Regions from separate parts of the Anas platyrhynchos genome. Here region 1 is linked to region 2. Evidence: chromatin contacts called from public Hi-C data. All regions are on one chromosome and are shown on one strand. The core of a region is the stretch at or near the end of the contact, and the rest is flanking DNA. Distances in the headings are between cores, read along the strand shown. Region 1 holds the start of GUCY2F (guanylate cyclase 2F, retinal). Region 2 overlaps ACER3 (alkaline ceramidase 3).

What was found. A called contact is a pair of places that touch in the nucleus more often than the background predicts.
Region 1: a contact with region 2 is called in a Hi-C map of skeletal muscle, with 2.1 times the contacts expected there. The contact joins the promoter of GUCY2F here to the enhancer-like site in region 2. A contact is called at or near these places in 3 of 8 Hi-C or Micro-C datasets (skeletal muscle and subcutaneous adipose tissue).

What each region holds. Positions count from the first base shown.
Region 1 is chr1:204,448,045-204,454,286 of IASCAAS_PekinDuck_T2T, forward strand. It overlaps GUCY2F (guanylate cyclase 2F, retinal), which reads left to right and starts at 4,536. Exons shown (of 19, transcript XM_072032910.1): 1 at 4,536-4,675; 2 at 5,601-6,242. The coding sequence starts at 5,665.
Region 2 is chr1:204,267,460-204,274,253 of IASCAAS_PekinDuck_T2T, forward strand. ACER3 (alkaline ceramidase 3) reads right to left here. Exons shown (of 11, transcript XM_005024097.6): 10 at 5,878-5,923; 11 at 3,127-5,654. The coding sequence ends at 5,601. Among named protein-coding and RNA genes, the nearest start is that of CAPN5, 15 kb to the left of the region's middle. Within about 2 kb of position 3,887, at least 2 of the 8 cell types and tissues checked have an H3K27ac peak or open chromatin away from gene starts, as enhancers often do.

The DNA.
Region 1 (6,242 bases), core at 3,286-5,785, 180 kb after region 2:
ATGAAATTGTCATTGTCATGGAGCTGCTGTGGCTGGCTTCCAGGCTTCTTTGCAAGAGCCAGGCTTGCAGGGTTTATATCAAACACTCACCTGCTTTCAGCTTCCCTGCCTACGAGACAGACCTGCTCGGTATCTTTATTTACAGACAAAACTCCTGGCAATTTCTAAGGTCTCCAGACACAGATCCAGGCATGTCTCAGATCTTGTTGAACCATACTGCAAGAAAAACATTTTAGATTAATTGGGCAAGTGCTTTTTCAGTTGATACCACGTGAGACACTCACTCCATCTCCTCCAACACCTAATTTTAACTTGCTAAATAGTCCAGCCTCACTTAGCCTCATGTAAAGAAAGCAGTGAACAGTAGCCACTTTTTAGGTCAAATCATAGAGGGATCTAAGATGTTTAGAAATCTCCCTTGGAAGAGGAGTGTTTCTCTATTTATTGCTATGTAACGAGCTTCTGGAGATGAGGTTGTCAAATTAAACACTCGGGTTTTGATGCCTAAACAAATACAGATATTAATACCTCAGCTGGTGTCATAACGCCAGCCTCTGCCAGCTCTAATATTGACTATCCAAACTACCTGCAACGTCATATATTCCACTCAGGTCAGTGCCAGAGACCTCAGATCTCACAGGCTACAAAAGCAGCATCCAAGAAAATCAAATAAATGGAAATGTTTGGGGAAAGAAATCACCTGAACCTGACTGTACAGGACTGCTCAGGGGCTGACAAGTAGCAGCAAACCTGGTGCAACAGATAATCTGGATAGAAAATAGATAATAGATAATAGAAATAGAAAATAGATAATCTGGAGAGAAAAAAAAAAAAAAAAAAGGAGAGATAGGGATTCCATGTGAAAACTTGAAAACAGGGTAATGTGGCACAGCAGGACACTCCCACCCCAAAAAAACAGAACTGTCAAAACTGTGGGACATCAAACCTTCCTGTGCTGGCCTGCCAAGAAACTGATGTCAGATTGGGTTGACATCAAGCTCACTCCAAGTCACAGAAAGGACAAAACGAAGAGGAACTCGTAATGAATTACAGGATGGAGATTAACTAATGCCACTCAGTGAGGCTGAGAGATGATAAATCTTGTCGGTTTGACTTTACATCATTTTTTGATGGAGTCCTAAGTCTGGCAGATAAAGACAAGTGGTGATGTCTCAAACTCCTACAAGGTATCACCTAACAGAAAGGTGATACTGAGGGAGAGAACTAGTGCTGCACAGTCAGTGTGTCCACATCATAAAGAGATAAAAAATGATTAATTGATAAAATGAAATAAAATAGTAGATGGGAATGCCTCATTTGGCATTTTCTGGTGGAGCCTCTGGGGAACTTCATTTTTTTTTTCCAGTGCTGTTCAATAACTGTATCACATTATCTTGAAAGAAATGGAAAAAAAAAATCATTATTTATAAAACTTGCAGATTGGTCTGGACCTTTCATTTAGGAAACACATTTGAAAAGCGTCCTTTAAACCGAACCCAAATGGGTTTGTATACTTTTGGGAATAAAAATTCCATGTCACACTTCCAAGGCAGGGGGTTTTACTGAGGAAACCAGAGACGAGCTTGCAAGCAGTGATGCTGCAACAGTGCTCGTGTGAGCAAAAGCATTAAAATGGAGAGAAATGAAATGAAATGGGTGACAAAAGATACTATCAGCTCTATATTCACCCATTATGGAGTGGGGGATTGCTAACAAGTGCTGTTTCTAATTTATCCAAGAGAGGGAGAAGGGAAATTTTAAAATGAATGTGGAGAGTGCTATAGGGATGAAATCCAGAAAGGCACGCTCTACGGCAAAAGCCTGAAGGAGTTGTTTATTTATTTTACCCAGAGGATGACTAGGATGTGAGCTAATTATGGTGTGCAAGTGCCTACAGGGAGGTGATATTTATTGTGCTTCCCGGCTTTTTGTTTCTCAGGCAAAGGCGGAGCGACAGCCAGGCGCAGGAAGCTGAAGCCAGACGCACTAGACATGAGGTGGATATTTTTAATGTTGACGGTAATTAACAGTTGGAATAATAGACAGGGGAACCTGGCAGATCCTCCAAGGCTGGAGCTTTTAATTAAGGCTCAGAGGACGTGAAGAAAGGCTAACACCGGAGTTGCCATCCCTCAATTTTCTCTAAAATCAGTGGAAATGGAGACTTTTCTGCAGGAAGAGTCAGAACGGGAGCCAAACCTTCCCCTGCCTCTCTCTGCTGGCTGCAGAGGGTTTCCAGCTTTAGTCAGCAGTACCCTGTGGGAGAAGTCATTACAAAATGCATTTTATTTCCAGCACGCTTGAGGAGCTCGGCGCAGCAGCTCCTGGGAGGCTGCTTGGCCAGGCTGATGCAGGAGGTCAGAGCAGAGATTAGAGCACCCTCTTCTGCTCTGAAAATTTAAAGCAAAGCGAGACAGCTGTGCCTCAGCCTTCCCTGGGGAAATGTTATGGATGTACGAGCACACGCATCGCTTACTCACTTTGGTGAATACTGAAGTGTTGGGAATCCGATGGTATACAAATAATAAATCACATCACAGACAAACACTGTATGAGGTGGTTGTTGCAGCAGTGATGAGCTGCAAATTTGAGGAAAAAGCAAGGTTTGGGGACATAGGATCTTTAACACTAATTCTAGGCAAATAAATTATCTTATTAACCTTTTTTATTTATTTATTTATTTTTTTTGTTCCTTCACCTGCAAGACTTGTCTTACTGAGACAAATCATGCAATGCCAGGACCTGAGCTTGTTTTGCAAGCATGGCAGAGCCCTTTGGGGTGAGAGACCTGGCAGAGCTATTTGGGGGTAACCAGCTTGCCATACAGAGGGTGGATTCCTGCCACTGGCATTATTTGATTGCACGAGAAAAAATGTGAAAACAAGAAGCAGAAGAAAAAGGAGAAAGTGATGCAGGTTTCATCCCACTTGGCTATGTAAAAATATGAATTGTTACATGTCAGAGTAAGCACACTAGTAAAAAGACCTCCACATCAATTTTTTTTTTAATCTTTCAGAGGGGACTTGACACACTTTTTTTTTTTTTTTTTTTCCCTGACATGGGACATTTTAGTGCTATAAACATCCCCCATAAATGAGCCAGTGGAGCTACTGCAGGAGGCTTTGAAACTGCCGATCCTGAGTGGAATTAAACTGCGCAGTACCATTGTCAATATAACAACAATAATAATAACAATAATAATAATAATAATAATAAAGACAACAGGAACATATTAGACATGTATATAGCTATAGGTATATTTGGATATAGATATACACATAAACTAAACTTTTACACTCAGTTCAAAAAATGACACTCCTAGTGCACGAGCTTTATTTAATTTCACTTTGATCCGAGCCTGGCGTGTGAGCCTAACGCATGAGTAGCATACATAGCAGTGTTCTAAGTTCAGGCCTGACGTTTGATGTCTTTTAAGTACTTTCCAAAAGTGAAGCACTTTGGTAATTCCTGATAACTGTCTTGAGCTGCTCCAGTCCCCAGTAAAGCACATTTCCAGGAACCTTCCTGAATCCATGCAAGGAAATGAATGAACGGAAGGAAACGAACAAAACAAATGGAAAGAGCTGCTCTCCCCACTGCATCTGAGTGACTTTGTGGCTTCCCCTAATCATCAGTCACAAAGAACAAGCTACTACTGAACATGCACAAAAGAGATTGTATGATTTATATGACATATTTCAAGTTAATACCGCTAAAAGGTTGAGTTACAAATGGTTCCCTGTAGACCAAATGCTGTTCCTACGGCCTCGGCTAAATTATTGCAAGGGGCTTCCTAGCTAGGGCAGGTGTGGTGATGTTCGAGGTCTTTCCAGGTTGACAGTTTTATTGCCAGGTCCACTAAGGAATGAAGGTGTCTGGGAATGTGGAGGGGGTTACTGGGGGCTTCAGCTGTAGGGAAAGATCTAAAGAGCCCAGGGAGACAGGAATATTATGCTGCAAATGTAAAAAGCTCTGTGTATGTTATGATGGGTACTAGGGAAAAACAAGGAAGGTGGGACTGTAAAAAAAAACATCAACAGGATGGTGGGGTCTGAAATCAAATATTTTGCTTACCCCAGGCCTGAAAAAGCTCTTGGCTCTGCTGCTTCAGGGTGGAAGGGGAGCTGTGGTGCAGAGACTTAAGGATCTGTTCTGCAAGGGGCAGATCCCAGGAGCTAAATCCCACTAATCCAAAGGCAGAGCCTTAAGACGCCATCCCTACAATTACTGAGTTAGATATGAATAAGTCCTTGCACTGAGGCAGTTCGGAGTGAGGCAGCCTTGGAGTTCTGCAAGACCTTCACCGAGGTCCAAAGATCTTGGGGTGATGCACCCCGATTCATGAAACCCTGGAGGAGAAGGATGGTCCTCACCAAAGGGAGCACAGGAAGATTTTGAGACTGCCAGAGGGTCCCAGAGCACCAGCTGGGGTGTCCTGTGAAAATCCCAGCCTGAAGGAGGTGGGCACTTGCACGGAGGCCCACCATGCATCACCTCTCCCTGGGGAAGGATCCATGTCCCAGGAGATCCATCACCACCAGTGAGATGTTGCTCTGCTGGTGGGTGGCTTTTCCTGGAGGGCTCTCTCCATAAAGGACCTGCGGGTATATTTATAGCACACTCAGCCCCAGTGGATGAAGATCCAGGATAAAAATACTTCTCTGGTAATGAACAGGTAAGCTGGTAAGGGGGCTGCTGCTTTTAGAGCACAAACTTGTTTGGATCAGCAAATTTTCTCAGCCATGGGATGATGTTATTGATGGTGGAGGAGCTGCTGTGGGTTTGGGATTTCTGTGCCTGGCTGTGAGGGGTGGGTCCTTTACTCCCCAAAACGTATGGCTCTTAGTCTTTAATAACAAATATTTTACACCAAGCTTGAATACAAAGCTTCTGCCATGGCAGTTGTTTAACAGTTCTTAGCTAAATTCCAATCATAATATTGCTTTTACCTCGTTTTGTGGCTACCTGGTTTTCCACCTTTCCATCTGCCAGGTTTAAAAGACACTGGCAAATGAGATAAGTTTGACCTTGAAAAACCTTTTCATAAAGTTTTAAAATCATATGCATTTACATATACAACTCTAAGTACCTGCATATATGGGCCAGTACCTGTTTGTGTGCATGTGTTTATGTGTATATGGGCTTTGGTTCATTTTCACAGCTCACTGAGGTTTTGGGAGTGGCAGAAGTTGCTGGCTCAGTGCATTTTATCTGTTTGTGCTCTTATTTATGTGTTTTTCTATGTGGTTTGGGATTTATCTTCCGAAGAACTTCAAAAATGCTGTACGCATAGGTTGCATTTTTTGCTGCAAACAGAGTCACTCTTCACTGGCTCGTTTCAAAATATATTGCAAAACTTTAAAAAATGTTAATATAGGTGTGCATTTTAGGACCACAGGGAGTTTAACTGGCAATTGGTAGGGTTTTCTGTGTGGTACAATGGTTTTTGTGGTGCACATCCATGGGGCTATGCAGGTTTTTGGCACCCCATACACTTGCACCTTGAGAGCTGTTGTATAATTTGGGCTGATTCAGCTCTACCTACATGCACCGAGCAAATACGTACACAGGAAGGCAAATGTAATCTGCTTTTCTTCCAGCAGCTGGTAATGCACTGCTTGGCTTCCTGACGAGCTCAGCTTCAGTCTCCCTGCCTGTAAAACAATGTCATTTCTCCTACCGTGTCCTAACAGCTTGCTCTGGGTGCTGTCGAGGCACATTAAGTTGCAGACGTTCAACACTGGAAATTCATTCAAGACGTTTTTCCACGCTCTCTGGTGGCTGCTGTTGGGAATAATCGCAGTTTCCCCTCCGGTGCATTGTTCCATTTTTAAAATTGGACTGCTCGGACCCTGGGACTGTGATCCCTTCTTCTCCAAAGCCTTTCCCCATGCGGCTGCCAGGTTAGCGGTGGAACGAATAAGCAAAGACCCTTCGCTAGACCTTGGCCAGAGATTGGATTATGTGGTCCTGCAAGAAGATTGTGAGACATCAAAAGCTCTGGTTAGATTCATTGACTTTGGAAAATTTTCCTCAGCTTTCGTAGGCCCTCTGAACCCTGGCTTCTGTGAGGTGGCTACTCTTTTAGGGGAAAACTGGAATAAAACCATCTTCTCATGGACGTGCATCAATTATAAACTGGATTCCACCACCCATCACCCTGCATTTGCCAGGACCCTGCCCTCTCCAACCCAAGTTTTGTTTACAATCATGAAATACTTTAACTGGGCTCACGTTGGCAT
Region 2 (6,794 bases), core at 2,637-5,136:
ATTTCTATGAGCACATTGGAAAGCCCATCTCTATACAATGTTGGTTTTAAGAAATAGATCTACGTTGTTCCAGGGCTTTGGGGAAAGGAGGGTGAACTTGGATTGTGCTTACAGCTCTTCCCGTGTCCTGGCGAGGAAGGACAAGCAATGGGAAGAGCCTTTGGTCAAGATTTATTCACAAAATCTCAACCACCTGCTCTGAGCACATGGACTCAACGTGTGCGAGGTGTGCGCTCAGCGTTGTGCAGGCACTGGTTTAGGGTCGTGCAGCAGCTGGGTTCTCACCTTGATTTGTCTTAAATCTGCCCTTAGGTGCTTACTCCAAGCTAGATGCCTTCAGCACCTGTAAATGGAGAGGTCTGAAGGGAAGCGTGAGATTCAGGCACCAATCCTGCCCTCAGAAGTGTCAGGCAGGGAGCTCCAGTAAGCAAATGGGGCTCTGCACAAAGTGCTCGTTTGACTGTCGTGCCTTCACGTTGCCTGTCAGTGATGTAAAATGAAGGGGCAGCTGTGGGGCTAAATCCAGCAGGCAGCTTTCAGACTAGGGAATGAGCCACCAGCATCAGGGACATGGGGACGGGAGGCACGTCGTGGCAGCCAGGAAGGGCAGAGCTACGTTTCTGCAAAGCAATTAGAAATAGGAGCACTTCAACTCCTGCATTAGAAGAGTATTTCATGAAATACAAACCTACCAAGGACCTTGTCTGCAGACCCTGGGGAAAAACATGGCCTCAGCTCTCGGACAAGACTTGCAAAAGAGAGGTCAGGCACTTGGCAGCAGCAGGCAGTGGCTGGGCGAGACAAACCAACAAACCCCAACTCGATCTCAATGGTTATGCAGTTTGATCTCTGCAGTTACCTTACAGGATCCCAAAACAAAAAGCATTTTTGTTCGTGTTTGAAACGACTCATGTCACGTTCCAGCCTCATAAAGCAGCTGAAAAAGCTCTAACAAACTGAATGTAACATCATTCCATCACCTCTGCAGCAAAGACTGCAGGCAGCATGAAGAGCTAAATGTAAAAACAGCAAAACATTCCAGCTTGTTACACAAGTGTCTAAAGTGCAGATACCAAGAGGGTGGTTGACGTAATACTATGGGATTCTGTGCTTAATCTTTTGTTATTCTCTTTCCATGCACAATTTCTTAATCTCCTTCTGGCTTTCGCTTCTCCTGGGTAATAAAGTCTCCATCATTTATCCCTTTTCCTAAGAAAGCCTCACAGTTAATCAGTGCTTTGCAGTTAAAGCCTCCCATTGCCTACTTGAAACGTGCAGATGGGAAGATCAGATTTCTTTAAGGATGCAACTTTTTTACCTGGATATGTCAATTAACATTATGGGACACAGTCCAACGAAGTGATAGTGTGTTCCTGGCTTCTGAGGTGTCCTGGAGGAAAATAGCAGTGCTGCTTCACTGCAGCTCATCTTCCACTCCCAGGCATTACACTCAATTGTTACCACCTAATATTAAATACAAAAAAAAATCCACTGGGAGAAATAGGTTTAAAAAGTTGTATTACTGGAATTCTGGAAAACAAGCTAAAAAACGTGGTGGTGGCAGTGAAAAACACAAGATGATACTGGAAGGACACTCTTGTTATGAGTTTCAGATGGATGAGTTTGCTGAAAAACTCCTTCAGCTGCTAGAAACCAGGTACAGGGAGCAAACTACGGCCAAAGAATCAAACACATTTCGAGTCACACAGTTTCCCTTCAGCCAAACAAGACAGGCTGGGGCTGAACACAGCCCAATAACAGATTAGAAGAGAATTAAAACTAATTACAGAACAGTATTTCCTATCACATCTCTTCCAAAGTCACGCCGAAGAAGTTGTACACGTTATTTTAGCTTGAAGTGTAACAACACAGTGCCAAAAAGGTTTCACTTCACCTGTCTGTACTGAAGTCCTCCTACTCACATCCCCTTCTAAACCAGACTCCTGGGAGCAGAGGCAGAGCAGACAGAGCAAAACCTCGGAGCCTGACAGTCACCAAACGAGTCAGGACATCTCTGCAGTGTGAGCAGGCAGCCACAGATCCACACAACACTGCTGCAAGCCTCAGGGGCCGCAGGCTGCTTGAGCACCTGCACTGTCAGGCAGGCATAATTAAGGGCACAGGCATTGAACAATACACCACAGAGGTAGATTGGCAAGTGACAGACTGCATAATCCAATTCTGACTACGGGGTAGTCTTCGAAACACTTGCTGGTAGCACAACTTCCTTGTGCTAAAAGGAAAAGCAACAGGATGAGGTCCGGAGATGACTAATACTGCGAGCCAGCTTCAAAAACCACCTCCAAAACGCAGACAAGATGCCTCCTGGTGGCAGATTTCTCTTTCTCACGTCTTCTCTTCAGAGCTGGATCCAGAGAACCTTGATTCCCGACATCAAGCATGGAGTTGATCTGTATTGGGAGAGTTATTTTGACATTTTTCTACTACTTGCAAGGAAGAAGTTCTCAGCTGCTGATCTGTGCCAAGCTGATGGTCTCAAGGCGATAATTTCCTGGTTCTTCATAGATGTTGAAGAACGGAGGAGTTTATCACTGTCATTACGTCTGTCCAACACCGCCTGTAGGATTCATTTTAAAGCCACCTGCTATTTCTGCAATCCCCTTTAAAGTAGCTGCTGTCTGAATCCTCCTCAAAAGACCAGGATCAAAGCTGACCCACCTTTTAAGTTGTAGTGCAAGAAAAGTTTGGGATATGCTGCTCTTAAGACTGTAGGGAAAAAAAAAAACTCAGCACGTAATACAAGTGATGGAAATAAAAAGCAGCCTAACAGACATCTAACAGGTGACAGTCGCGAAGACTTCTGTCTTTCCAGGCACTAGAAAAGTTATTCTGAGTTGCAGTGACACGAAGCTAGAACTGGCTTGCCGTTTTCAACATCACAATAAGGCAGTCAACCCAAAGCACCCATAATTTTAGATTACTTATGCTCAGAAGGATATGCATATAAATTACATTCTTCAGGGTCTAACAGAACCTGAAAGAAAGGCTACTGGGAGGGGGTGGCCCTCGGTCATTTGGAATGAAAGAAGAACACAATTTGCACAAGCTTTTAAGATAAAAACCATCCATGACAAAGGATATCTGAATGAAAAGCTAACAGCAGCATAAAATTAAGAGCTTTTCCATTTATTCTTTTTTTTTTTTTTAATCCTAACAATTCAACAGGACCAGAAAAAAAAACACTGTATACTTCCTTGTTCCAAGCGTGTGGGAGAATCCACAAATTTCTTTAAAATATGCCATTAGAGAGATGCCTCATCACTAAGAAAGTGGCTTTTTAGAAGACTGACTTCTGCAGTTATGAAAAAGTTAAAAGCAGAGCCCCCCAGATCCTCCAGAAACAAAACTAAGGGCAATAAAATACAGGTTTTGTTCGTTGCCTTAAAAATAATACCACGTCGAGCAGACGTCACTTGTGATTGCTGATGCATCTAGTTGCTGCACCGCTCCTTTTACAGGATGTTTTCCCTAATTTATGGGAGCATGTAAACATACTAAACAAGAAAATAAGATACAGGGTGCAGAAACACGCTTGAAAGAGCCTGGAGGTGAATAGGCAGGCACTTATTTTTAAGCTACGTTTTAGAAATGGCTCTCAAATCTCTTTACAACAAAAAAAAAGCCTGCTGGGTAATTACAGACACCTGGTCCAAACCAGCATTTTCCTCCCTCTGTGCTAGTTGTTCTTCGAACCTTTTGGTTTGAAGACCCCGAACTGGAGCCTACTGACAACAGATTTGTTTGAAAATTTCAAGAATTTTATAGTGGTTTGCTGATTACAGGTTGCAAATATACTGCTTTCAGCATGTGCTTAAACCTTGCTGAAGCCATTCAAGGTCTTGTTCCAGCCCTGAGTTTGGGTCTGCATGATCCCAGGAGTTCAGGGCCAGTCACCAGAACTAAAAGCAATGGCTTTGTTTGGAGACGTGCGCCAGCAGAGGTGCTACTGATGGACACTGAGGATGCAGCTAAGTCACAAGCAGGAAAAAAAATAAAGGGAAAAGACTATTTTAGTTATCACTGATTGTACAACACAGATTTCGGTCTCACTTCTTCCACTAGTCAGAGCAAGGAAGCTTACATTAGCCAGAATTTTGTGATCCTGGAGACAGCTTTATAGCTACCGAGCCATGCCTTGCTGCTGCGTGCAGGTTTTACATCAATACCTAACAGGAGTTCCAATCAGTCCGAGCATTTCCCTTTTTCCTTCACGGCAAGAAGGACAAATCCCTCAGAGCATCAGAAATTGCATAGCATGGCAGCCAGGAGGCCTGGAGACAAACTCCAGTCGTCGCCCCAAGATCTGGGGAGACAAAACAAGAGCCTCCAATATGAGGTATATTTCGAAAAACTGTTAGTTCCATGTTTTCTTTATGCTTACTGATGAACTTTGATCAGCTAAGTAGATAAGAGCTGCAGAAATCAGAGGGTTTGTACCCGATTAAGAGCCAAAGGTTGGTTTAAAAAAAGTATTCAACTTCAAAAAAAAAAAAAAAAGTGTGCTGGAAAGATTAAGAGCAAGCAATCAAAATACTGCCAATTATATTTTGGGAGTTCCTCAATGTAAATCTTGTTCTTTAACTCTTTCTTCATTATTTCTGAATACGAAGATGATTCTGAAAGTCAGACCAATATTTAAGACTCGTTAAATAGGAAAGGCATGAATTCAAAGCTGATCTAGCACACATATGTGGTGCTTGTCAACCTGTACTAAGAACGGAACACAGGGAATGAAAAGCAGGGAGAGAAAAGGAAGGCATGTAAATAATGAAACGTTTTAAAAAGTGTTTCTTGTGGTTATACAGTCATCCTGCAGTCTCCTGATGGATCACTGGTCAAACAAAACAGGATTTCTGTTCCCATACACAAACAAGAACCCTTATAATGCTTCACCACTGTAAATGTCTTCTCCTGGTCACACCCTGGAACATCCTCCAGGATGCACCCCAGCTGGACTAAAGAGAAAATGGAAACTTGGTACAAAATTACCTAAATGGCACATGTATCCCAACCTTTTCTGCTTAAAACTTAAACAGCAAAGGAGGCTGTGGAGAAGCAAGGCTAGAATAAAGCCAGAAATTAACCATTACAGACTTCATTAATTGTATAAAAGTGCAAGATTAAAGTAGTTCAGGTTAAGCATTCAGCTCACTATAGGCCACACAGATACTTAGCTTGGCCATCAATGACCTGTTTGTTTCTTTTTTTTATCATTCAGTTACTAATATTAGTTTAAACCACAGAAAGAACAACAACTGAATGAAAAACTTACTCAACCCACTCCAAAAATGGTTAGTTTTCTGTGACCAGCACGAAATATTAGCTCAGTATCATCAGCTATACAATATATACAGAAAAATATTGTGTCTTAAACTTTAACAACTTAGAATAAAGCTGTACTAAACGTTATCTCCCTAGCGTGCCAGCTCCTTGCTCTGCTCTGGCTGGCAGGCCTAGTAACACCGAGAAGTCCTTTGATAGCAACGATACTCGAACAGATCCATGATTTTGACAATCCAGCCATGGCAATTGTTGAATCGCTTTATTCAGGTGGTCGCGTGGGGCTGCCTGGGCCTCGGTCAGAGCTTCTTGGGTGGCTCCACGAGAAGAACAGGCCATATCCCGAACAGAAACTGTTAAAAGAAAAACACAAAGTGGAAAGATTTCTTGGAATACCACCTCTCCCAGAACAGAAAGCCAACTGTTAACAATATTTTAGCTGCTTTTCTCGGAATGCAACTAGAAATTGAAGACAATACCCTAAAGAGGCACAAAAAGCAAGCCTCAGCGCATGTTCAGGCCCAAGACACCTGAATGCTGCAGCTCATGAACAGACACAAAACACTGGTTGCTTACCTTCACCTTTGGCCTGTGTTTCAGGAAAAGTGTCCTTGTGTATAAACTGAGGGAAAGAAGGAGAGTGTGCTTGAAATTCGATGCATAAAACAGCATACAAAGTAATAATTATGTCCCGATCCCGGTTTTATTTTCCAGCTAGAAAATAATTGCCTCTGGGACTGCAGAACTACCCATTCTGCCTAAGTTTATGCAAAATAGGGGGTATTAGCCTACGGTGAATCCCACTGTGCTACATTTCTATTAGAAACTGACCTATACTACCACGTATGTGTCTAGTCGGAGAGAAACCAGAGAAGTAAATTCTCTCTGCTAAAAAAAAAAAAAAAAAAAAAGACTGAATAGGGGTTAGAGCCTGTCAGTTTGGAAGGGTGTAATTTCATCAGTGCATCACAAAATATAGCAGATATCAAAAATAATAATAAAAAAGCATGGCTGGGTTCTGTATCTCATTTCTGTTCTGACCTATCCTCTTTTTCTCAGCAGACCTGAGCCTGACCTCACTTTTTACATGGATGTTTCCCCAGGTACATAAGCAATGCCACAGTGTGGCTGAGAAAACACCAGGGAAATGATTGCAGAGATAGCACACGGTTCCTTGGGTTGGCACAGACATCAGGCATCTGTGCGTTCCCCAAGGAAAGAGAAAACAAATTGTTTCTCTGTGCAGCACGCTGGGAAAACTTTGGCTATGGTGTTCAAACTATGTGATCACGTTTTCTCAACTATGTAGAATGTACCTGCTAGAGATTCTCTTACAGTTAAGTGGTAAAAAATTATTTAGATATTGAACATACTACACACATCCTTCAGATTCCCTCTTGCATTCTGCTCTCATTCTTGCTTCCAGTAGATGGTGGTATAGAGCAAAAAAAAAAAAAAGACAAAAATCTGCTGGCTGCAGACTTGCTAATTTA